7 separate regions of the Mus musculus genome follow, and regions 2, 3, 4, 5, 6 and 7 are each linked to region 1. Evidence: chromatin contacts called from public Hi-C, capture Hi-C and promoter capture Hi-C data. All regions are on one chromosome and are shown on one strand. The core of a region is the stretch at or near the end of the contact, and the rest is flanking DNA. Distances in the headings are between cores, read along the strand shown.

The links. Promoter capture Hi-C pulls out the DNA fragments that hold promoters and counts their contacts. Hi-C and Micro-C count contacts between places; a contact is called where the count stands out from the background. Capture Hi-C pulls out chosen DNA fragments and counts their contacts.
Region 2: a Hi-C map of B cells shows a contact between it and region 1, with 11 read pairs. The contact joins the promoter of Stx16 here to the promoter of Rtf2 in region 1. A contact is called at or near these places in 8 of 39 promoter capture datasets (the 3T3-L1 cell line, 3T3-L1-derived adipocytes, the C10 cell line and 4 more), 1 of 484 Hi-C or Micro-C datasets (B cells), 2 of 115 datasets of contacts at active chromatin or transcription factors (large pre-B cells and pancreatic cancer cells) and 1 of 9 other capture datasets (liver).
Region 3: a promoter capture Hi-C map of pre-B cells shows a contact between it and region 1, with 10 times the contacts expected there. The contact joins the promoter of Nelfcd here to the promoter of Rtf2 in region 1. A contact is called at or near these places in 1 of 39 promoter capture datasets (pre-B cells) and 2 of 484 Hi-C or Micro-C datasets (B cells and CD4 T cells).
Region 4: a contact with region 1 is called in a promoter capture Hi-C map of embryonic stem cells, with 3 times the contacts expected there. The contact joins the promoter of Dok5 here to the promoter of Rtf2 in region 1. A contact is called at or near these places in 3 of 39 promoter capture datasets (cranial neural crest, embryonic stem cells and hippocampal neurons).
Region 5: a contact with region 1 is called in a promoter capture Hi-C map of liver, with 4 times the contacts expected there. The contact joins the enhancer-like site here to the promoter of Rtf2 in region 1. A contact is called at or near these places in 5 of 39 promoter capture datasets (the C10 cell line, cranial neural crest, hippocampal neurons and 2 more), 1 of 115 datasets of contacts at active chromatin or transcription factors (embryonic stem cells) and 1 of 9 other capture datasets (liver).
Region 6: a promoter capture Hi-C map of pre-B cells shows a contact between it and region 1, with 4 times the contacts expected there. The contact joins the enhancer-like site here to the promoter of Rtf2 in region 1. A contact is called at or near these places in 4 of 39 promoter capture datasets (the 3T3-L1 cell line, liver and pre-B cells), 1 of 484 Hi-C or Micro-C datasets (B cells), 1 of 115 datasets of contacts at active chromatin or transcription factors (microglia) and 2 of 9 other capture datasets (adipose tissue and liver).
Region 7: a capture Hi-C map of embryonic stem cells shows a contact between it and region 1, with 6 times the contacts expected there. The contact joins the promoter of Pfdn4 here to the promoter of Rtf2 in region 1. A contact is called at or near these places in 8 of 39 promoter capture datasets (the 3T3-L1 cell line, the C10 cell line, hippocampal neurons and 3 more), 1 of 15 datasets of contacts at CTCF or cohesin (large pre-B cells), 4 of 484 Hi-C or Micro-C datasets (B cells, the G1E-ER4 cell line and muscle stem cells), 5 of 115 datasets of contacts at active chromatin or transcription factors (acute myeloid leukemia, astrocytes, embryonic forebrain and 2 more) and 2 of 9 other capture datasets (adipose tissue and embryonic stem cells).

The regions. Positions count from the first base shown.
Region 1 is chr2:172,439,206-172,442,524 of GRCm38.p6, reverse strand. It overlaps Rtf2 (replication termination factor 2), which reads right to left and starts at 1,947. Exons shown (of 9, transcript NM_025542.2): 1 at 1,786-1,947. The coding sequence starts at 1,854.
Region 2 is chr2:174,075,152-174,078,412 of GRCm38.p6, reverse strand. It overlaps Stx16 (syntaxin 16), which reads right to left and starts at 1,362. Exons shown (of 9, transcript NM_172675.4): 1 at 1,224-1,362. The coding sequence starts at 1,355.
Region 3 is chr2:174,414,516-174,417,581 of GRCm38.p6, reverse strand. It overlaps Nelfcd (negative elongation factor complex member C/D, Th1l), which reads right to left and starts at 1,778. Exons shown (of 15, transcript NM_020580.3): 1 at 1,626-1,778. The coding sequence starts at 1,712.
Region 4 is chr2:170,730,134-170,733,065 of GRCm38.p6, reverse strand. Dok5 (docking protein 5) reads right to left here and starts at 1,259. Exons shown (of 8, transcript NM_029761.4): 1 at 878-1,259. The coding sequence starts at 943.
Region 5 is chr2:170,457,231-170,460,640 of GRCm38.p6, reverse strand. No RefSeq gene overlaps it. Among named protein-coding and RNA genes, the nearest start is that of Gm34608, 11 kb to the left of the region's middle. Within about 2 kb of position 1,285, at least 31 of the 459 cell types and tissues checked have an H3K27ac peak or open chromatin away from gene starts, as enhancers often do. A contact at or near this core is called in liver, where this site is marked.
Region 6 is chr2:174,334,055-174,337,354 of GRCm38.p6, reverse strand. Gnas (GNAS (guanine nucleotide binding protein, alpha stimulating) complex locus) reads right to left here. Exons shown (of 12, transcript NM_010309.4): 2 at 3,071-3,143; 3 at 564-608. Among named protein-coding and RNA genes, the nearest start is that of Gm30189, 8.3 kb to the right of the region's middle. Within about 2 kb of position 1,619, at least 39 of the 459 cell types and tissues checked have an H3K27ac peak or open chromatin away from gene starts, as enhancers often do. A contact at or near this core is called in microglia and pre-B cells, where this site is marked.
Region 7 is chr2:170,509,550-170,512,628 of GRCm38.p6, reverse strand. Pfdn4 (prefoldin 4) reads right to left here and starts at 1,399. Exons shown (of 4, transcript NM_001110152.2): 1 at 1,160-1,399. The coding sequence starts at 1,183. It overlaps Gm16796 (predicted gene, 16796), which reads left to right and starts at 702. Exons shown (of 3, transcript NR_040367.1): 1 at 702-1,790.

The DNA of each region.
Region 1 (3,319 bases), core at 698-3,197:
TTTTCGTTACCCTTCTAAGATCAGGGTTTTTTGTTTGTTGTTTGTTTTTAATTGTTTGGGTGTGGTTGGCTGTTTTTTGCCAACTCTTCCATTACTCCATGTCAGCCCTGGGCACAAGACAACAACAGTAAGATGAATACTTTATGCACACTTGAATGTGACATGTTGGCCTGGTCCGAGGGCACTCTGTCCTCAGACTTTCAACATATGCTCAGTGGATGTCTATAATGTGCAGAAACATCTTATAGACTGCAGAGCTAAGACATGCAAGGATCCCAGAGCACATGGGAGAGAGAGATACATAGTCGATAACCACAGAGGCAGGGATCATAGAAAAAAAAAAAAAAAAAAAAAGGAAAGCAGCAGAGGGGGCGGGCCTAAAGAGTGACTGCAGCTGACTGTGGTGAAGGCTGGGTGGACAAATGAGGGGAAAGAGCCAAGCAGCACACACTGTAACCAGCACTCCGGGGGCTGGGGCAAGCCTGGGCTACCTCACAGCAAGACCTTGCTTCAAGTGGCCCCTCCCCCCCAAGTCATGATGTCACTATGAGTGAGGAATGTTCAGGACGCTGGGGCAAGGTCTATGGTATCTAGAACAGAGTGAAAGAGCTAAAGAGGGGCAGAAGAGAGGGCAAAAAGACAAGCAGAGGTTTGTTCACACAGGACCCAATGGAGTTTATTAGGGATGTGTCAGGAAGTTATGCAGTGTCTTAAGTACAACACTGGATGGGATTCACCTCCCATCCCAAAGTTCTCTGAATGTTGGATCAGGAAACATGATCCTCCCCGTGCTGGGAACTGTATCGGGGGCATTCTCTCCCCGTGCTGGGAACTGTATCGGGGGCATTCTGTGCCTTCTATTATTAAACAGTCATCATCAACACTAGCTTTGAAATGCACATAAATGGATGGGGACAGTGGTTCATGACTCTAGGCCACGTCAGTGGTGTTAACTAACTTTGCGGCATTCAATTTCCCATCCATTAAGTACACACTTTGCTCAATGTCTTGTAAGATTTACAGAATGCCCACGCATTTATTCAAAAATATTCACTGTGGCAGAAACTGTGCTAGTTCTGGAAGAAAAACAGTGCACAGAGTTCACCAGGAGGAGCTTGCAGTCACGTGACCATCAGCTGGGCTCAACCACCAATTCAGAGTGCTAAGAGCTGATAATTAGTTTAAGAAGGGTGTGACTTCACAAAGGGGAATGGTTTGGGGAGACTTTAATACACAAAGCTCAGGCTGGAGAGATGGCTCCGTGGTTAAGCCTGTGTACTGCTCTTCCAAAGGATCCGCGTTTGGTTCTAACAGCCAAGATTAATGGCTCACAAAAACCTGTAGCTCTAGCTCCCGGGCGTCCGATGCTTTCTTCTGGCCTCCTTGGATACCACACTCACACACAAAACATTTTTAAAAAAAGTATTATTCAAATACCAAGGCCTGTTGGCCAACACCTTTAATCCCAGTGCTCAGCAGGCAGAGGTGGGAGTCCCAGCCAGCCAGGGCCACACTGTGAGAGCCTTTCACAAAAACACACAAAGTCCATAAATAGCATCTATCACCGTGATCGTCGCTAGCTACAGATACGTTCCAGTCCTGGCTGGGCCACTAACTAGCTCTCCAGTCTCCGTCCCGTTCAACGTTAATGTTTCAAATCAACACAGCGTCTGTGGGGAGGATCCCAGTCTAACCGTACTGTTCAGTGCCTGCAAACAGTAAACCCTCCACAAGCGCTGTGACCACCGTTCATCCCGAGCCCCGCAGCCCGCAGTCCCCACTGACCTTCTCGACCTTCTTCGGCCCCTTCACCAGCTCGTGCCTCTTGGGGATGGTGCCTCCGTCGCAACCCATCCCAAAGCCGAAATCAGAAACCGTAGCAAAAACCAGAAGCCTTAGCAAAGACGAGAAGCCGTCGCTTCCGGGGTCTCTGGCGAAACCCTACCTACTTCCGGCGCTCCTTGATGACGCACACAACCAGCGCGCCGCGAAAGGGGCGGGGTCGCCGCGCGAGGCCTTGGTCCACACCAATTGTCTTGAAAATCTTGTCCGGGAGTTGGGCGTGGTTTCAGGGCGACGTGCTGGAGCATCCTTGGAGTGCGTCCACTTCCGGTCGTGGGCGGTCCCTGTTTTTTCCTCTGTGGTTCCGTAAGCTTGGGCCTGAGGGAGGACGGGAGAACATTTGTCGGGGTTGTCCCGAGGTCTGCGTCTCTGGCATTTTTGCAGACCAGTAGTGCTGTAAGTCTAAGGAGGAGATGGCCGGAATCTGTCTTCTCAGCTACCTCTCATGTATTTTAAATCCAGACTTAGAAAAGAAAAGACGTTGTGGGTGCTAGAGGGATGGCTCAGTGGTTAAGATCACTGACTGCTCTTCAGAAGTTCTGAGTTCCATTCCCAGCAACCACATGGTGGCTCACAACCATCTATAATGATATCTGATGCCCTCTTCTGGTGTGTTTGAAGACAGCTACAGTGTACTCAAATACATAAAATTAAAAAAAAAAAAAAAAAAAAGACGTGGTGGGTGGGCCTGCTTGTGCGCTACCTAACTGCAGATGCCTGTCGAGGCCTGAAGAGGGTGTTCTATCTTCCTGGGACTGGAGTTGATATGGTTGTGAGCTGCTGGGGTTCTGGGAATCCATCCTGTGCTTACTCAAAGAACAGCAAGCATTCTTAGCCACTGAGCGCCTCTCCACCCTGTATCCAGATGTATTTTGGGCAGAAGCTAGGGCTACAGTGTCTCCAACAAGCTTAGAGTAGCCACTCATCCCATTGTACCAGCTACAGAGATTAGTGCAGACAGAGAAAGGGGAGGGTGATCATATTGGGAAGAGAACAAATAAGGGGTTCAGTGACCCCCTAGTCTGCCTTTGGGGTACTAACATGAGCTGTAGGCCCAGAGGAACAACAGGGGCAAATGGTATGCATAAGTGAGCAGTCCTGGGATAAGTATGGCCTCCTTCATTTCTGTGTCTACACCAGTCCTGCAAGGTGGCCATTCTGAAGCCCACACTGCTTAAAGTGACCAGATAGTCTCAGATGACCATCTTTTCTGCCTTTTCACCCTCACTTAGGGGAGTGCTGTGTCCTCTGGGACTCCAATGCTCCTGGGATCCTAGGTGGTTGCAGGCCTAAGAAGTGACTTACTGTGCCTTCAGCTTTATGACACTAAACACCCTCAACTTGTCGATGGCTCTTTCAAGGGAGAGAGTCACACGTAGGTGTCTTAACAGTAGTTCTGCATCTGATTTTGTGGCTTCTGAAATTTCATAGCTCAAAGGATGCAACTTGCCACAAAATGCAGAGATCAATCAAAGGT
Region 2 (3,261 bases), core at 113-2,612, 1.6 Mb before region 1:
ACACAGCTTAGTTTTTCATTAGCACTTCCATAAATGATAAAAGGAAAAAATTAAAAGGCAACTGTTTAAAAGGCGGGAAAGCTGCAGCGTTTCACGAACTATGTTTCAAATGCAGCCCCTAAGGTCGTGGGGTGACCGTGCATTCCCCCATGTTTCAAGGCTGCTTCCATTCAAACCTTCCCTTTTCAATTAAAGGTATTATTACAAAGCTAACAATATTCATCTGGCTGCACCATTCAGACCCGCCCCCTATCTGAGAGAGCAGGAAACTGAGGCTCTGGAAGCCAAAGCCTCCATCAAAAACAAACCAAATACAGCAATCATACTGGAACATTGCTTTGAAAAAGAACAACAACAATAACAAAACCCTACACTGCTAGGCGAAGTGAAGTTCTGGTCAATAAAATCAAAAGCCATGTGCTATTTTGGGGGATTAATTTTCACATCCGCATCATGTTGGTTCCTTTTTTTGTTTTGTTTTGTTTTTTTAAAAAAAAGTTCGAATGGAGAAGCTTAATTTCCTGTGTGGGAAATGGAAAATGAAGCGCCTAGCACCTTGCAATCTCACCAACATGAGTCCTCGGAGGGGGGAGGGCGGGGGGGGGGGGCAGCAAAGCAATTACTCCTAGTGTACATGGCCACACCGAGAACTAGGGCCATTGGAAGAAAAATAGTGGGAAAGAAAATGAGCTGAGCTGAGCAGACCACACACACACACACACACACACACACACACACACACACTCCTTCCTGGGGGGGGGGGGTCTGCAAGGATTTGAGTCAGCTAACCACCCACCTGGCCCACAGAACCAAAGTGAGGCCATTGCAGGGGGGGGGGGGGGGAGTGCCAAACAGAACAGAACAAAACAAAAAGAAGGTTGGAGAAAGGCCTAGGTTCCAAGTCCTCGTGTTAAAACATATGTAAATCGAGGCTGCCCGACGGATGGTGGGGGAGGAGGACCAGGAGGCCCAGGAAGTGAGAAGGCAGGGCAGGGGTTGATACTGTGGTCCCCATTGGGGGTTGCAAGTGCCCCATAAGCCATGGCCGTGCTCCACTTCCTTCTGTATCACACTCCTAGTCGTCGTCGCCTTGTTATTGTTGTTGTTCTTTTTTTCTTTTTTTTTTTTCTTTTTAGACAGAGAGACAGACAAGAGACAGACAGACAGGCAGAGCCGCAGTGCACACGGTGTGTGTGTCTGGAGAGGCCGCCAGGAAGACTCACCGCAGCAATGCTACGTGAATGCAGAGGGCTGGAGGTGGTGTGACTACTCACTTGCTCGGCTAACAGCTGCCGGGTTTGGATGGAATTATTCCGCAACAACAAGAAAGCGTCGGTTAAACGCCTGGTGGCCATTGTCTCCCCCTTTGTGACCCCCCCTCTCAGGGTCTCCCACCCCCCCTTGTAGTCCTGATTTGTTCACTTTCTCTCTTGGTCTGGCCTAGCTGATTCCACTCTTGCACAGAAATCTCTCTTGACAAAGCCTTAGGCTTTTCACGGCGCGATTTTGCAATCCGCCTAAGCGCGGAGACCCCTCCCCAAATAACCACCTCGCCTTTTCCAACTGCCTGACTCCCCCTACCCCAAGGCTGGCTCGGATCTCAAAGCACTCGAATCCCCCCAATCCTAGCGTCGAAATCAAACGTCCTGGAGACCCCTCCCCAATCCCAGCTCGGATCCACAAGCGCCTGACGCGCCAATCCGGCTCGGGGATGGGAGAGACCCCTACCCACTCACTTCCTAAGACCTCCCCAAAGGTGCTGGCGCCCTAACCCTAACTCAGAGCGCCTGCGTGCCCGGCATGTGGCTCTAACTCCGAGTTTGGGTTAACTCTCCTCACAAAAGGCCTGCTCCAAACAGGCCGAGCCCACAACGACAAAGGAGCGTCTACAGCTCCCATATAGTCGCCTGAGCCTACTGAGGCTCAGCCCGACCTGACCCCTCTCTTTCCTGTGCGGCCTGCTTCTCCACTGCCAGGAGGCTGCGGGCCTCCACGAGGACCTCACGGCCTGCCTCCCCCAGCCTCCTCACTCCTCTTCACCGGCACCCTCCATCCCGGGATCAGGCTGCAACCCTGCCCAAGGCCGCTTCCGTGCAGTGGTCCCGGGCTCTAGCATTCCCCCGGCCCTCTTCCTGTCCGTTCCTCGCGGGTGCCCCCCTGCGACATTCATGAGATTGCTTGCAACGTTCCGGGAGCGGGAGCTCCCTTATTGCCCTGCCCCGGGATGGGAGTGCTCCGCCCTCTCTGGGACAGTTCCCGGGGCGCCTTCTTCCCCTTTTCCTAAGAGTGTACAGACTCTGGGGCAGGCGTCCTGGCCCCAAAAAACGGCTTCAAAACCTTGGCCCTGGAGCCGAAGACCACCACTGGGGTCCAGGCAATTGTAAACTTCTAGTAGGATTGTCAGGCAGGCAGAAATGTGGAAACGTGGCTCTTGCAGAGCCTAGTCCTGCGCGGGGGCGGAGGAAAAGTGGAAGAAGTCTGCCTCTGCAGGCCAGGCACGCTCCACTGCAGGCGCCTGGCGCTGCTGAGATGGCCTTACCTTTTTATTTTTTTATTTTTTTTCTTTAAACTGTGAGAAAAAAAAAAGTATCCGAAAAACAACCAGGCCAGGGAAAAAAGAAAAAAATAATAATAAAAAAAGCTTGGGCGCTAGGCCTTGCTGGCCTTACTGTGGGCAATAAAGAGTGGTCAGGCATCTACACTTGGGCACTACAATGTTGTGCCCAAGTGGGAAAGGTTCCTAAACTTAGAGACAACCCCTCAGCCCCACTCCCCCAAAAAGTACTTTGTGTTGAGGTTATGCCCACGTTTCCTCGAGCTGGGGTTTCTGGTCGCCTCCCAGTCTCTGGAACCATGCATCCCACTCGTTGCTACCCTGGCTTGGGGGGTGGGGGCGTCTCCCAGGGCCCCCCAGGGCTGCAGCTGCCGCACTCAGTGAACAGCAGCTCCGGAGGCTGGGGTCACCGGCAAGCCTGGATGACAGACCAATATCTGCAGAGCGACTTTATGGGGTGTCTTGCCCTCAATCTTGCTCTCAGCTTTGGGATCAGATTGGGAACAGTTTGGCCTGACTTGAGGGTCCCCTGCCTCTCCCGGGTGCCAGGAGGCAGGCGTGGGAGCCGCGCGTAGGGTCAGGCTCTTGAGCCCCGGGTGCTTTTGCTTTTAAGAGCGGGTGCTCCTGTGCTTGTGTGCAACAGTATCCGTATGAAAAGTATCTTTGAGACACATAACACAATGAATGCATGGAGGAATCGAGGCCCG
Region 3 (3,066 bases), core at 529-3,028, 2.0 Mb before region 1:
CGACAACCACCAAGCTAATCCACAGAGTACTTTCTTGTGTCTGTGTGGTCTCCTGAGATGTTCCTGTGTGTACATTGTCTGTGTGTAGATGTTAGAGATCAAGGTTGGGTGTCTTCTCCAGTCACTCTCCACACCCCTTTTTGAAGGTCTCTCGGTAACACGGACGGTTCAGCTGGCTGGCCAGGGGGCTCCAGGGATCCCCCGGTGCTGGATTACAGACAAGAGCTTTTTATGTGGATGATAGTTTCTGAACTCAGGACCTAGTGCTCCTGTGGCAAGCACAGTACTCGCTAAGCCATCCCCGACTCTTACTGAATCTGAACCACCTCAGTTACTGAGCCACTTAAGTGACACAAAGGACATCACTCTGAGTCTTCTTTCCTTCCTTATGCCCTGGGCAGGTGGCTGAGTCTTTCTGCCTTATTTTACTTATGAATAACACTCAATTCAAACTCTAGAACAGTGGTTCTCAGCCTTCCTAATGCTGCAACCCTTCAACACAGTTCCTCATGCTGTGGTGAACTCCACCTGTAAAATTACTTTTGTTGTTACTTCATAACTGTCATCTGCTACTGTTAGGAATCACAATGTGAATATGCAAGATATCTGATATGACCCCCACAGGGTCACAGCCCACAGGTTGAGAACTGCTGCTCTAGCGCCTAGCCTGCGATACCACACAAAAGCACTTAGCCCAACATCCAAATTAGCTAAATCCAACTCTATATATCCACCTCCGAGTTCCCAAGTGATGTAGTATGCTCTAGCATACAAACAGATGCCCAGGGTCTTATGTCCTACTGGTCAGCAGCTAGCTCTATAGGACCCCTGGAAGCTGCAACTGATGACTGACAGCTCCTGGTCCAGCAACCAACCAACCAACCACGGAGGGCTTCCCTCACTCGGTTCCAGAAACCCCTCACCTTTCCTCCATCACCCTCACTGCACCACTGACCACTCCACTGGTATACCTCACTGCATCCCATATTCATTCAAAGCTCATCTCACTTCCTGTAGAAAAGCCAAATTCCAGGGCCCCTACTCACTGTCCAGAAGGATATGGGAGGCTTAAGTCAGTCATACAGCTGGGTGGACTTCTGATTTCCTAACCCTGGTGTTTGGGGGGACACTGAACGATACCCGTTCCCCATCTCTCACCCAAATCTTGGACAGTCGGGGCTACGAGATCTTTCCTGTCCTGTACTCTAAGGATGAATGAAATCACCCAAAAGTGGAAAAAAAAGTTTGGTCTGTCCAGCACCGGAGAGTGTTTTCCCAACCCCAGAATGCTGCTGGAGTTTGGAGTTAGTTTGTTCACTGTATCACTGTGGTCCACTTCTCCCTTAGAGTCTGTCCTGCCCCCTCGGGCACCATGGCTTCTGCTTCGCAGAGATCAGCCCCAGGTGTCACTGGGAATCGGAATGCATGGGAAACTGAGGTCCCTAACGGGGCAGGACCGGCCCGAAGCCCTGAGTGCAGTTCCTGGACCCGCTTTGCTAGGGTCCGGGGTCGGAGGTCAGGGAGTCAAGGGTCACGGGTCCCCGTACCCGGGTCTGGCCGGAGCAGGAGCCGCGAGGACAGGACACAAACCCGGCTTCCTGGCGGAACGCCTACGGCCCTCTCACCTGGCCGCCGTCTGCCTCTTCGCCCCACTCTGAGGCATTCCCGAAGTAGTCTTCTCCCATAATTGTACCCGGCGCCGGACCCGCCATATCTGCCGCGTCTCCTCACTGCGCGTGCGCCGGACACAACAAATGGAAGAGCGCGTGCGCGGTTCTGGGCCTCAGGCAAGGCTAGAGAGGCGGAGTTGGAAAGGGGCGTGGTTACAGAGGAGGCGTGGCCTAGTCTTTGGCCTGCTGGGCGGGGAAACACCTTGTAGGATCTCTCATGAGCAAGATGGCTTGAGTCACAGCTTTATGTCTGCCCAGAACACTTCCAAGTTACCTTTTCTCCTTTTTAAGACAGGGTCTCGCCGGGCGCGGTGGCGCACGCCTTTAATCCCAGCACTCGGGAGGCAGAGGCAGGCGAATTTCTGAGTTCGAGGCCAGCCTGGTCTACAAAGTGAGTTCCAGGACAGCCAGAGCTATACAGAGAAACCCTGTCTCAAAAAAAAAAAAAAAAAAAAAAAAGACAGGGTCTCACTCGGAAGTGCAAGCATGCTTCCAGTTGCTATAAAAACCTCGAACCTTCAGTGAGCTTAAGCTTTGCCTGGACAGTGCAGCTGCCAACCGAGCAGGTATCACAGAAATGTTCGGATTTCTTTTACTATGGGCAAAAAGTACTCGGTGCATTGCAGAGCGAGATATAAAACATATTTCCAGTGGAGGAGGCCCTACAGCCTACAAAAGCCATGACTGGGCTCTGGAAAAGTGGACCCACTGAACACCTAGACTGAAGATACCTGGAGAGGCCTCCTGGCAGGTGGCCCCAAATCATCGATCGGGGAGGTTAACACCATGGGCTCTGGATGCAGACAGTGAGGAGAGGCTAGAGAAAAGAGCCAGCCATGTAGTACAGTCCTCAGGCACTGTCTGCAGAGCTGTTGGAATGCTATTTTACTTCTTCCTTCCTTCCATCATTTGACAAGTGTTTGTTGAATAACTCCTAAGTGCCTGGATCATTGATAACACCTGGAGTACAGTGACGTACTCAGGGACGAGATCCTTGCCACTTTGCCACCCATGATCCGAGGGAGCTAGCCTGCAAACAAAGGGGAGAAATGATAATACTGGATAACCAAAGTAAATAGTCTGTAATGATAGAAGAGACTTTCCCAAGATGCTCAGGGTGGCTCTTTCCATTCCAAATAACCTGGTGAAGAAAGTCCCCCACCAGAGCTTGTGGCACCCTGCATTGTAGTTGATGCCAGAGCCACCCAAGGTGACAACCACTTGCAAGGCTTTAGTCCGATGGCACATTGAAGCACTAGACACAGAGTTAGCAGGTAGTCAGCAGGAATTAGTTATTATAAAAGTTCATCTGGATTTTTGTTTAAGGAAAGTGATGGAACAGATATATCTGGAATGTCTAGCTATTTGCTACACCCAAAGAGGACTTATGGAGAGG
Region 4 (2,932 bases), core at 10-2,509, 1.7 Mb after region 1:
ATTAGACACATGGCAAGAAGAAGTGGGGTGGGCTGAAATACACACACACACATTCATATTCATATATATGTATACATATATTCATATACATATATGTGCATACATACTCCAATGTCCACCCCTCCCTAAAGACTGTACTGTCTCTTAAAACCCAAAGAAAGGCAGGATGGTTCTCTCCTGAAGTGCCCCCAACAAGAGAAAAGCAAACAGCCTTAAGATGGGAGCCATTGGGATTCATTCATTCTTTCAGCTCATATTCCAGGAGCTTTACGCAGGCACCATGCTCCACAAGAAATGTGGATCTGATCGCCCAGTCGGACTCAGAAGGTGGAGTCTAAAAAACAGAAACCCACTGCCCAGGCTCAAGAGTAAGGAAGTTCCGATCTGGGGTTCTACCAGGGAGTTGGCCCTGCCTGAGGCCAGCTCTCTCCTCCTCTGCCAACACCTGAGCCGCAGAGCAGAGTCCCTGGGGCCAGATAGTCACTGACCTTGATCCCCACTCAGAATATCTGCCCTGTGTCCTGGCCTCCATCCATCCCCTGGAAAAGTTAAGTTGGCGCGAGTGGGATGCCGGCCGGGGACATCCGGCAGGCTCAGCACCATGCCATGCTTTCCAGATTCAGCACCCATGGCTACCGGGAAATATTTATTCCGAGTCAATGGGCTCCAGTAGCCACCGCCAGAAAGTCAAGCCATCCGAGAGATAAAGATAGCTCCATGACATACTGGATGCTGGCGTTAGCGCCGCAGCCGCGGTAGCCTGGGATGTGGGCTGCGAGAGCCACCAAGCAAATCTCCAGCGCCAGGAACCGGGATGCTGGCCGCAGACACAGACCCTGAAGTCGTGAACAAGGATCACAGAAAGGATGATACGTACCCCTAGGCGTCTGCTCCGGATCCTCACGTACCCCTGCTTCACTATGTCATTAAAATTGGAAGCCATCCCAGACAGACAGTGACCCTGCTGCCCCCAGCGTGCGCTCGGCACCCTGAGTGGCTTCGAGGAGGGATGTGGGGAGGAGGGTCAGGACAGAGACTGAGGGAGTGAAAGTTAACAAGGTGATGCGGTGAAACCAGGCGTCAGAAGGCGCACATCGCTTCCCCTGTCTCCCCAAAGCCTGAAAGTGGGCGGCCCGCCGGCGCCCAGCAGCCACTTTGGGGGAGAGCGGCGGGGAGGCGAGACTGGAGCGCGGCGTCAGCTGACTGGGCGGCAGCCTGCCAGGAGGAGGAGCCGCTCCAGCTCCCAGGAGGAGGAGAAGGACCAGAACAGAGGAGCAAAGAGAGGAAGGAGGAAGCAGAGATGGCCCAGAAGGAGGAGCGCACGGATCCCCTCCCCCGGCCTCCGCCCACCTGGCCCCCAGCCGCCCTGATCCCACCTCCTCTCCCCAGGGGCGGCTGCGCGTCCCTGCGCATAGCAGACATCCACGAAGCTCCAGCTCCTGCCTGTCGTTTAGAGAGAAGGACATCGGACTCTTTTTTTTTAAAAAAAACAGCTGTGTGTGCCCCAACCCATCCCTTCAGCCCCATCATTTTCACATAAGAGCTAATTAAGGGTGTGTCTGTGTCGAGGGAGACTGAGCTGTGTGGTTTACTTGTGACCTCTACATATAAAGGGAAAGCCATCTCCATCCCCATGGCTTATGCTCAGCTCTTCCATGAGGACTCCCTGCTGTGAAGCTCGAGGCTTGTATCATTGTCCCTTTTCTGGTTTGAGCCTGTCTTCCCAGTAAGACTGTAAGTTTCTCCGGAGCTGATTCTTGGTCTGTCACTGCTTTGTCCTCAACCACCACCACCCCCAACCCCCGCTCTATATAGATGATCAATAAATCTCAGGACTTTGTCAGTAGCAACTTGTACCGGGCATCCTTTGTACGCATTGACTTTGTTCAGCTCCCCTGCGCCCATAGAGGTGTGGCCTCTTTGTGTAATTACCAGGTTCCCACGTAAACCTTCATAACCTGACAAGATAGCCGCCCCTGGCAAACATTGTGCTCCGCCTTCCTTTAGCAAACTTAAGTTGATCACCGCTGATACTCTCTTAACATCGTCTTTCCCGGCTTTGCTACGGGAAGAGTGATGGTGATTTTAGCATCTAGGTTTTACAGAATCCGAAGCTGAGAAGAGGCAGTCCCTGGGGACTTGCCCACCATCCCACAGCTGGCCAGCACAGGGCCAGGACAACGGGATGAGGCTGCTGAAGGGACGATGTTGGGCTGACGTCATAAGCACAAGGTTGCTTCTTGATCTCCAACGTAGGTCTTGGTCTCCCTTTACTCAACAGCTAGACCATTCTTGGTCACCAGAGGTGACCTCAGTCAGAGCTAATGAGCTGGGCGACCTTCAGTGAGAGTCACAGAGGACGAGTCATCTATTTCACAGGTCCTGAGATCTGATGACATTGAGTTCCCCTCATCTCTAATATCATACAGGACTTCCTTTGTCTGTGGGAACTCTCACTTTAGTCATCCTGGCTTGATGGGTATTAGTCAGTCAAAGAAGAGAAATCACCCAAGAATGTGTCATAGAATTGAGGCTAAATTGGGACAACCAGAAAACAGAGGTGCCCATGAGGAGAACTCTTTGCTATATTGTAAACCATCTGCTCTGTCTTCGTGTTTCTGTTCTATGAAAAATGATGTTGTAAGTGTCCGCCTTTTGCCCAAAGAGGAGAAAATGAAGTCATTTGGAAGGCTGCTTTGGAAGAGCTAGCACTATTAACCGACCCTGCCCATGGCGACCGTGAAGCGGAGGTGTCTGTGAACGACACCTGTCCAGCACTTCATTTGTACACCAATTACAGTGTCACAGGAACAGAAAATGAATCGATTGCATAAGAAGCTAGAAGTGGGTGGCTGGCCCATAGTAACAGAAATCATAGATGAGGGGGGAAATGGGTTTGGAAATAATGATGATGAAATCACACTAGAAAATG
Region 5 (3,410 bases), core at 36-2,535, 2.0 Mb after region 1:
CGCACATGAGGTACATCTCTGAGGCATGGGGCAGGCTTCTGCGTCTCAATGGGCTTGCCAGGGAGAAGGCACACTGAAGCTTGATAATCTCTGCCCTCTCTACACTGTGCCTATAGATGAGATGGTGTGCACTTAAAGGGCTGTCAAGAGTCGGGTTGGTGGTACGTGTCTGAGAACTCGGCACTTGGGAGGCTAAGGTACAGGGAGAAAGAGCTCCAGGACAGCCTGGGTTACATAGGGAGACCCTGTCTTAAGACCCACAAGTAAATCTGTCAAGAGCATGAATCCTTTGGTAGGCATTGTCACAACAGTAAAATGTTAAATAAAATAGCGAGACAGAATGAGTTAACCGCCACTGCTCTATCAGGGAGAATAATGGCTCCGTAACCCTCCTGGCTTCCTCTCAGTGGCCGTGATTTGGGGCTCCCAAACTGCCCATCTTCAGTGAGTCTTCGCCTGCTACGTCCCGTGCGTGGGCACATTACCATGTGCTGAGCCCAAAGGGATCAGCCCCTGAGATGATTTACACACTTGCTGAGTCACCACGTGGGATTTGCTCCTGTTGACACTGCGCTGAGAACTCAGTGCCCTGTGTCCTCCTCTGCTGAAGTCACACTTTAACTGGGAAGTCACAGGCCTCCCTGGCCTCCCTGACCTCTCTCAGTAGGTCAGTGATCTCTGTACACACTGCAACTCCTCTACGCTGGAACCAGCTGTTGCTTCATTGATGAGGGATGCAAGGAGCTGCTGAGCCGCAGGTGATTGGCAGCGAGGTTGGAGGGGGGTGGGGAATGCTGTGGGCCTAGCCTCTGAGCTCTGCTCCCAGATGCTTCTGGGCCTCTGAAATGTGTGAGCGGCCTGGCAAAAGGGGTCTCAGAGGCATGGGGTCACATGGGAGCTGAGGAGATAGCACATGCTACCCAGTCTCCAGCCTGTGTGGCAGCCCTCACTTCTAAACCCAGAAATAGAGTCTCAGTCCTCCAAGCTGGATTCTATAAACCCGAAACATTTTGTGAAAGGTTTAGAACCGTCCCCAGAATGCCCCAGAAGATACAAAGGGTGCTGAAGCAGTAAAGAAAGACACAGGAGGTGTGGTGCGTGCCTTTAATTCCAGCACCCAGGAGACAGAAGCAGGAGGATTCCTGCACAACCGAAGCCTATCTGATGTGCACAGAGAGACCCAGTCTCAAAAACAATCCAAAGAAAACAAAGGTCTGGAGACGTGGCCCGCAGGTTAAGAGGGCTGGTTAGGCAATCACAGAGACCAGAGTTCAGTAACGACTGGTGTCTCACGCACACCTGAAACCTCGGGTCTGAGGGAGCAGAGACAAGAGGATTACTCAGTCCCTGTCCCAGAGGCGCCAGTGGAGAATGACAGAAGGGGACATCCTCTTCTGGTGCCTGCACACACATGTGTGCGTACACAAAGTAAAAATTTAAAGGCGAGAGAGAGAGAGAGAGAGAGAGAGAGAGAGAGAGAGAGAGAGAGAGAGAGAGAGAGAGAGAGGTTAAGAGGAGATTGTTAGGGCATGCACTGCTCTTCCAGAGAACGGAGTGCCTTTGGTGGCAGCACACACACAGGTGGCTCCCAGCTGCTTGTAACTCCTCTAAACTCCACAAGATTCCTATTCCTGCTTTCTTGTCTAGGAGGGCACGACCCACCTCCACACACATGGAAGAGACAAATAGCAAATCCCCCAAACGGGTGTTTTTCCTTTCTTTTGAGGTGAGGGTGGTATGGGTTGGGAGGTAGGGGTTGTGTGGAGTTAAGACAGAATTTCTCTGTGTAGCCTTGGCTGTCTGAGAACTCACTTTAAAGACCAGGTTGGCCTCGGAGTTCACAGAGATCGAACTGCCTCTGCCTCCCAAGTGCTGGTATTAAAGGTGTGCAGCACCATGTGTGCCTATAAATAGGTCTTTTTAGAAATAAGAAATGTTTCCAGGGTTGGAAAAAGCAGTGGCCATCTAATTTGACTTATACTTTCACAGTTCAGCACTGCAGTGAGAAATGAAATATTCCTGATGTGTTTGTCTCCCCTGGCTTTCCATGGAGCAAGCCCTTGCCCTCACCGCCCTCTCCAAGGTCACACACATCCCGAGCCAGACCGTGGTATTCACTGGTTTACACTACTGTATCAAGTCAATGTGCTCAAGATATGACCAGGCCCTGGCATTGTCTCTGAGCTTCATTCAACATCATGTCTGCGGTTTGGTTTTTATTTCAGCATCTCATTTTGACAGTGTTACCTTGCTCCTATGTCACCGAGATTTAGTTGATGTTAATTTTTAATTTGAACATAATATCAACTGAACGACTTATCTCCTCTTGTTTAGCCATTATCTTGTGGCTGGGTGTTCAGGGGCTTTCTCCATTGTCTGTATCAAATTATCATGTCCTATATACTCCTGCCCGTGTCCCTTGTGTGTGCCTAAGAGTACGCTGCCAGCTCACTGGGGACTTGCAGGTCACAGCCACATGGGGCCTCTGTAAAAGCTCACCAGATGGCTCTCCACCATGGTCACAGCATTTGAAGTCCTCATCAGCATTCTGTGAGAGTTTGGGTCTTGTATCTACAGTTATTAGCATGCATAGAGCCCTGGGTTCCCTCCCCTGAACCAGACAAGCTGGCCAAAGTGGGATATGCTTGCAACCCTAGAACCCAGGAAGTAAAGGCATGAAGATTACAAGTTCAAAGCCATCCTATCCTACATTAAGCAGAAATTTTGAGGTAAGCACAGGCTACAGGAGATTCTGTCTCAAAACACAAAAAGAGTTCTGCTCTTACAGCCTAGTGTCCCTATATTCTGGGTGTGCCCTGGGGTGTTCTACAGAACCTCATGGCTCACCTTCCTCTCCTGGCATTGACACCCTGACACCACTTCAGACACACATACCAGGTCCTCAGTGAGCAGGTTCCACTCTCCTCTGGTGTACCTGGTGACCCGAGGCTGCCTGCACCCTCCACCTGCCTTTGCACTCAGTGCCCTGACTGACACCTGGCATTGCCCCCACAGCAAACCAGCCCTGAGAAGGGGACTTTGTAACACTATCAGTCTAAAGAAGTCACAGGCTGGGACACTCTCCACAGTCGGTGACCGCAATGACCTGGAGAAACAACTGCCCCAAAACCTCCCTGACCCTGACTGGGGAAGCTCCCTGCTCCCCAGGAAGGCACACCCAGGACTGATTAGTGCTGGCTGAGTCTGGGCGGTGCCCCTGCCCAGGGAGCATAGGCTGTTGCTGCAGGCCAAAGGTCAAGTGCTACTCTTTCTGAAGTCACCTCCTAGATTATTCAATGACATCTGCTCGCTCTGCTCTTTTCTCTGCACCCAAAGATGAAGAGCACCCTGTGTGACTGGTCCCATTTGCCCCAATTCATCAGTTGAATGTAGGCACCGGCATGACGCAT
Region 6 (3,300 bases), core at 370-2,869, 1.9 Mb before region 1:
TAATGAGTGGGGTGCCGTCACAAATGCTCTTGTTCGCTGGGTAACGTAAAGTGCCTTGCATTAACAGTTAAATTTTTTTTTAAATAATTTCTAAGGCCAGAGGTTGTCAACGGCCTGCTGCCTAAGGGCTGCAGCATTAGGCATATTTTTTTTTAATTGAGGAAATAAGTTAAGATTATTTTTTTCCAAATAGGTCTGAAAACTTAAAGTCAGACTGACCATTGTGTGGGCAGAATTTAGCAGTTTTGAAAGGCAAGTCTGTTGGTTTAAATGGAGAACTGGGGGAAATAAAGACCATATGGGAAACATCGACTCAAAATCTTAAGTTCTCATCGGAAGCCGAAATGGCTAACCTTCCCCCGGCTGTATCTAGTTATTCTTAAAACCTTCTCTGTTTTGCACTTTACTTGTTGACACGTCATTTGCAAATGCACACCAAGATGGCTGATGGCCCTGGGATGATCTCTGCTTTGTTCCCCAGTCTGTGTCCTCAGTTTCCCCCGCTATGGTCTTCATGTTTGTTTTGTTTGTTAGAAGAGTTTTCTGTTTTTGAATGTGCCTACCCATCGCTGTTGCTCCTTGCAGCCTGCGGGTCCTCTTCGCCGCCCCTTTTAAAGAGAGATTGAAAGCTCACCTATCTGCAAGGCACTGCAATTTCATACAAAACCCACACAGTCTCTGCATCTTTAAACAGTCAGGTAAGAAAACCTGACAGTCCTGCGTACCATCCTCCCGGTTAATCCTTAGGTCGCTTTTCTGGCTAAATGGGGATGTCTACCGAGACTCCACACCTTCCTTCCTGCATTAGCAGGGCCCTCAGGAGACTCAGGCTGGAGACAGGAGGGACGGGTAATTGTTTTCCTCTGCTTTCGCTAAATGCACATGCACCAGGGAACAGAGACACAGACCTAACTCTTGAGAATAGGGCTCCTCAGAATCTTCTCCGTGTCCAATCCAAAGCACAAGTGGGACATTCCTATTCCTGACTTTTTTCTATGGTGGGGGGAGCTATGGACAGGGCATTGACACTCAGCCTTGAGATCGATTAGCTCAACCAATATTCATTTTTTTCTTCTGGCATTAAACTTCAGAAAGTTAGCTCTGTGTTAGGAAAATCTACTTTGCCCTCTGTATTTCTGAAGGTCAAATAAATATTATGTTCTACTCTCGAAAAATGTAGTGGTAGGCAGGCCATGGACAGTTAGGACACATTTAATAGCTCTGTCCAAGAACTGAGAGCGGGACTGAGGTGAGGGTCAGACGGAGCCGCTTTTACTGCTATACCACAGTGAGAGAACCATCGTTCGACTGGGTCAAAATAAGGAATCCAGCCCCCCATGGAGGCCTGAATATCACTTTCTCAGGCTAAATTTAACATCTTGGAGACCCACAAGGAAGGCAAACTGCGAAGGCTTCTTCCTCTTTTCAGAGAGAAAATAGAAATGAGAAGTCCTGGTTTAGAATCCTCCACCACATTAACACTCAGGGAAAACTAATATTAAAAAGTAAGATTTTAGGGAAATTTGTGAAGCAATTAAGCCTCAGGGATGACACGGCTCTCATCAGGTTAGACAATGGCTACCGCATTTTAAAAGCTGCTTAGCAGCCTCCTCCAGCTTTCACCACGAATATTTTTGAAGAAATATTTGCTTAACCAGCCTCATATTGAAGAGTCCCTCACACCTGGGGCAGGGTGTTATCTGGGTTCTTTTTTGTTGACTGACAGGTGCCAATCTCCTTGTATAGACTTCTTGAGAGAGGCATATCAGGAATCAATAGTTCCAGAATTTGTGTCTGATAGGCAACAATGAATTATTTAATAGATTATAGGTACAAAGTAGTAATTGAGTCAATCCTAAAGCCAGTGAGCTAGCCCCCCTCCCTTCTGCATATTAACTAACTATGAATTTTGGGGCTGTAACTTAAGGAGCACACACGGACCCAAAGCTTTCATGTGGCTGATGTCATCTTGTTTTTTAAACCGGATTAGTTAAACTAACAAATTCTAGAAGTTTCCATGAACATTCGCTTGTGGTACCCTGAAAGGTGCTGCTCAATTTTGTCTCCCCAGCACTCGGTGCATGGTAGGGGACAGAAGCTGGTCCCCCTCGCTAGGGTCAGCTAAGTCCCTGACCCTTGCTGTTTCTTATCAGCACTGAGAACAACGGGGGCCAAGGGGAAAGGCCAATTCCTTACTGATTGGCTGTCTCCTCGGTCTGCATTCTTCATGGAAGGCAGGACCCCTTGCTTGCCATGTATCTGTCTCTTTTTAAGAAAAATCGTCACTCTCACTGTGGTATTGCCTCGCCATATTGTCTTAAGCCAGGAAGGTCATTTCAAAGGCAAAACAGCTCCTGGATTGGGCAGAAGTAGCTAACTCCCTGTCTCTGCGCCATTTTCATACCTCCTTTTCAGTTGTTCAGGTAGAAGTATTGATTTTTTTTTTTAATTAGAGAAATAAGTCTCTGCCTATCCCACCAATTCTGAAGCAGGGAGGGACTCGGAAGCTTAGAGCCTGTCGGCAAGGGTTGTGGATTCCAATTTTTAAGTGAAGATGTAACTGAAAAGATGTTTTCCTGAGAGTACAAAACCCTACACCAGTTGACTCCAGTGAAACCTGCAGGGTGGTGGGTGGGAACCTCCTGTGCTGGCCAGCTCTGGCTGGCCAAGGGGTGGCCAAGGCCCGTCGGCCATGTTGGAGCTGCACTGCAGCAGGCGAGGCTGCGGCCGCAGAGGACCTGGCCTCAGAGACGCTGTCACCCGGCCAAGTGCTGTTCACTGTCCTCTGCAACCAGGCACCATGTTCCAGCGCGAGGGGCTGCTTTGGGTGGACACCGGTGCTTCTACTCTTATTCCTATTTGTTGCCCCAAAGGTTGAGAAGGGTGTGGGGGTGCACCCATCAGCTCTTTCTTGGGCTGTCTAATATGCAAATTAGAAAAAAATGATTAGTGGCAATTAGCAGCTGTGCTTTCTAGAGGTTAGTATACACTCCTTCAAACGTCCTGTCTCCTGCAGGCCAGGTCCATACCACCTGTCCTGCTCAGTGCCCTGCTCAGATTTGACACTTACTCTCCGTTAAACCCATTAACATGCAGGATCCTCATCTGCTTCACAATGGTGCTTTTGCCAGACTCTCCAGCACCTGAGAAAGGAAAGTGAGGGCGTGGGTTAAGAAACAGGCTTGTCACACTTCACCTGGATGATGGCCTTGGAAAGCAGCAGAAGCAGCACACAACAGACACACAATGACACAACTGCAAACCTCCTTCACATGACGACGCAGTGAAAAACAACAGACA
Region 7 (3,079 bases), core at 150-2,649, 1.9 Mb after region 1:
AGACAGACAGACAGGAGCCTGGAGTGCAAATGCTCTTTAAATCACAGCTTTTCTTCTGCGCTTCAGTTTCCTCTTCAGCTAAAAGTGAATAAATACAGAATCTCCCAAAAGGTTGACACAGCAGATCAAAATAATTAGCAAATGCTAAGAACTGTCCGAACACACTGTGAAGCCCCAATAGCTATCAGCTGTTTGCTTGTTTGTTCTTTTTTTTTTTTCCCCTCCTCTGCAATTCTTTCCCTGTATTAGATACACCTGCACTCCTGGAAACACGTTTAGGTTATAAAAACCCACATGGAAGTTTAACTTAAGTTGGTGGCTCAAATTTAGCTCAAGTTTCAAAATATTGGTTGAAAGGGTTGCATAGCCATGTCTACTGCCTGTCATGCATGAAGCCCTGGGTCCACCACACCAGCACACCAAAAGCCAGGGGTAGTGGCACACACCGGTGATTCCAGCACCTGGAAAGTGGAGGCAGGAGAGTCAGAAATTCAAAATCATCTCTGACTGCATAGGAAGCCGTGGACCAGTCTGGTGTGTACACACACACACACACACACACAAGTCCGTGTCTTTCAAAAGTGTGATAAGACATCACACCGAGCCCCATGAACAAGGATCGGACGTCGTTTTAAAAATGATAAAGAGCTCTAATTTGACCAAACAAAAATCACCAGACCCAGCATCTCACCAGATGAGTCACCAAAGGAATGGCTGGCTGGCTGGCTGGCTGTGAAGTGTGCGGGGCAGAGCGTGGGGACCCGTGTCCTTCCTAATGGCTGGGAAAAGCCCGGAGAGCCACCGCGCTCGCTCGGGCCGACTGCTCTCAACGTCAATTAGACACTCGGTGCACGGAGCGTGGACCGACCGGAGCGGTCCGGGGCGGAGCACAGAGGTGCGGTAGCAGACGACGCCCCGGGATGCGGTAGCAGACGGCCCGGGATGCGGAGCCCGACCCGGTGCCCGAGGAGATGCACGACCCTGAGCAGGTGAGGCGGTTGCCCTGACGGCGAGCGGAGCGGACAGAAGCACCCCTGTACCCAGCGCGGGCCCCGGCCCCGCGCATCCCTCACCTCCTCAGACCCCGGCCCCCAGCGCCCCGCGTCTCCTCACACGCCCCGGCCCACGGCTCCTCGGACCCCGGCCCCGCCGCACTCACCGCCTTCTTCATGGTGGCCGCCATCTTGGACTGAACCACGGGGCGCGGGGGAAAACCACTCGGGCGTGCGTCACCCCCCGAGGTCCCTCTCGAGCCCTGCTGAGCCAGACTCCCCCCTAACGCACAGCACTATCTCAACACTGCTGCTATCTGTGTCTCTGAACTATAAATTCCCAGGGCAAGGACTCAGGAAAAAAAACTATGCCCTGGAAACACTTGGTATCTTCCAATTAAAGGGACAGGCAGCTTCCCTCTCGGCCGGCATAAATACCAAAAGCGGCCAATAGTCGGGCCCGAGATCCCAGCCACGGCCAGCAGGGGGAGCGCTGGGTACCACCCAGCTGTGTGGAATGGGAAGCTTAAGAAATTCTTTTTCCATTTATTCAACAACCTAGAGAGAAGCTAAGGAGGGTAAGGGCGTGGCTTCGGCAAAGTATTTGGTAAATCATTTGGTCAAGTATTTGCACTCAAGCATGGGGACCTGAGTTCGATCTACAGCCCCTACCACATAAAAACCCAGTGCTGGCGAAGCTACAAGCTGAAGGCCACTCTTGAAGTTGATCTTAGCTTGTATGCCACTGATCACTGCAGGGGACACTAGGGGATCAGCCAGGAATAGATGAAGCCAAAGGTAGGTGACACCCAAAAAGATCCAGAGCAGTGGTTCTCAATCTTCCTAGTGCTGAGACCCTTTAATACAGTTAAATGTTGTAGTGCCCCCCCCAACCATAAAAAGTAGTTTTGTTGCTACTTCATTATGTAAATTTGCTACGGTGCTGGGTCATAATGTCAATAAATATCTATTTTCTGATAGTATTAGGCGGCTTCTGTAAAGGGCTCCCGATCTATAGGTTGAGAACCACTGACCTAGAGCGCTATAACAAACTTAAATGCTTAGATAATAGCTTACTGGACGGTTGCTTGGCTATTTATATTTAGAGACAGGGTCTTGCAATGTAATCCTAGCTGTCCTGGAACTAGCTGTGTAGACCAAGCTGGCCTGAAACTCACAGAGATCTTCCTGCCTCTGCTCTCCAAGCGCTAGGATCAGAGGCGTGCTCCATCATGTGCAACTGAAATGAATTCTTTTATGTGTTTAAAATTAAATTGGTTCAGAAATATGTCTTCCACTCGCTCAAATATGTTAGCCTGGGAAGACTGCCCACACAGGGCCCAGTGGGCACCGAGCTTCCTTAGTAACCAGGGCCATTGTTAACTTCGGTAGCCAAGACTTTGCTCTCAGAAAGTCGGAGGTCTGAGGGCAGAAGAGCTTAGAGTATTGGGGTATGGGCCATTGTCTCATTTACCAAGGGACAGGGAGGACCAGGTGTGAGCCGCAGGACAGTAAAAGCACGGCTGGGCGCTCTTGCATCTCTGCCAGTCCCTCCTATGGCTTCAAGCACAAGGGCATGCCAAGGAGGGGAAGAGGGGCAGATCTCGCCTGTCTGCTTATGACGCAGTGGGTCTCAACCTTCCTAATGTGACCCTTTAATACAGTTCCTCACGTTGTGGTGACTCCCAACCATTAAATTATTTCATTGCTACTTTACAACAGTAATTTTGCTATTGTTATACATTGTAACGTAAATGCCAGACATGCAGGATGTCTGATACTTGACCTGGGTGGGAGGGCCATTCGACTTTCCAAAAGGATCACGGCCCACAGGTTGAGAACCGCTGTTCTAATGTATAATGCATGTGCCCATTTGGTTACAATCTATCTCCTATCGTTACAATGCAATCCTGCTCATTGCTTGCATACCATCAAGCCCTCTGGATATAATGAACTTGGACTCCACAGAGTGAAGTCCTAACACCCTCCTGAGGAAGGTTTGCCGTTTGCACTCTGCTACTTAGCAGTTGCACATACAGAGTCAAATCTCTGGACCTGGAATTACTACGGTGGCACCACTTTTGAGG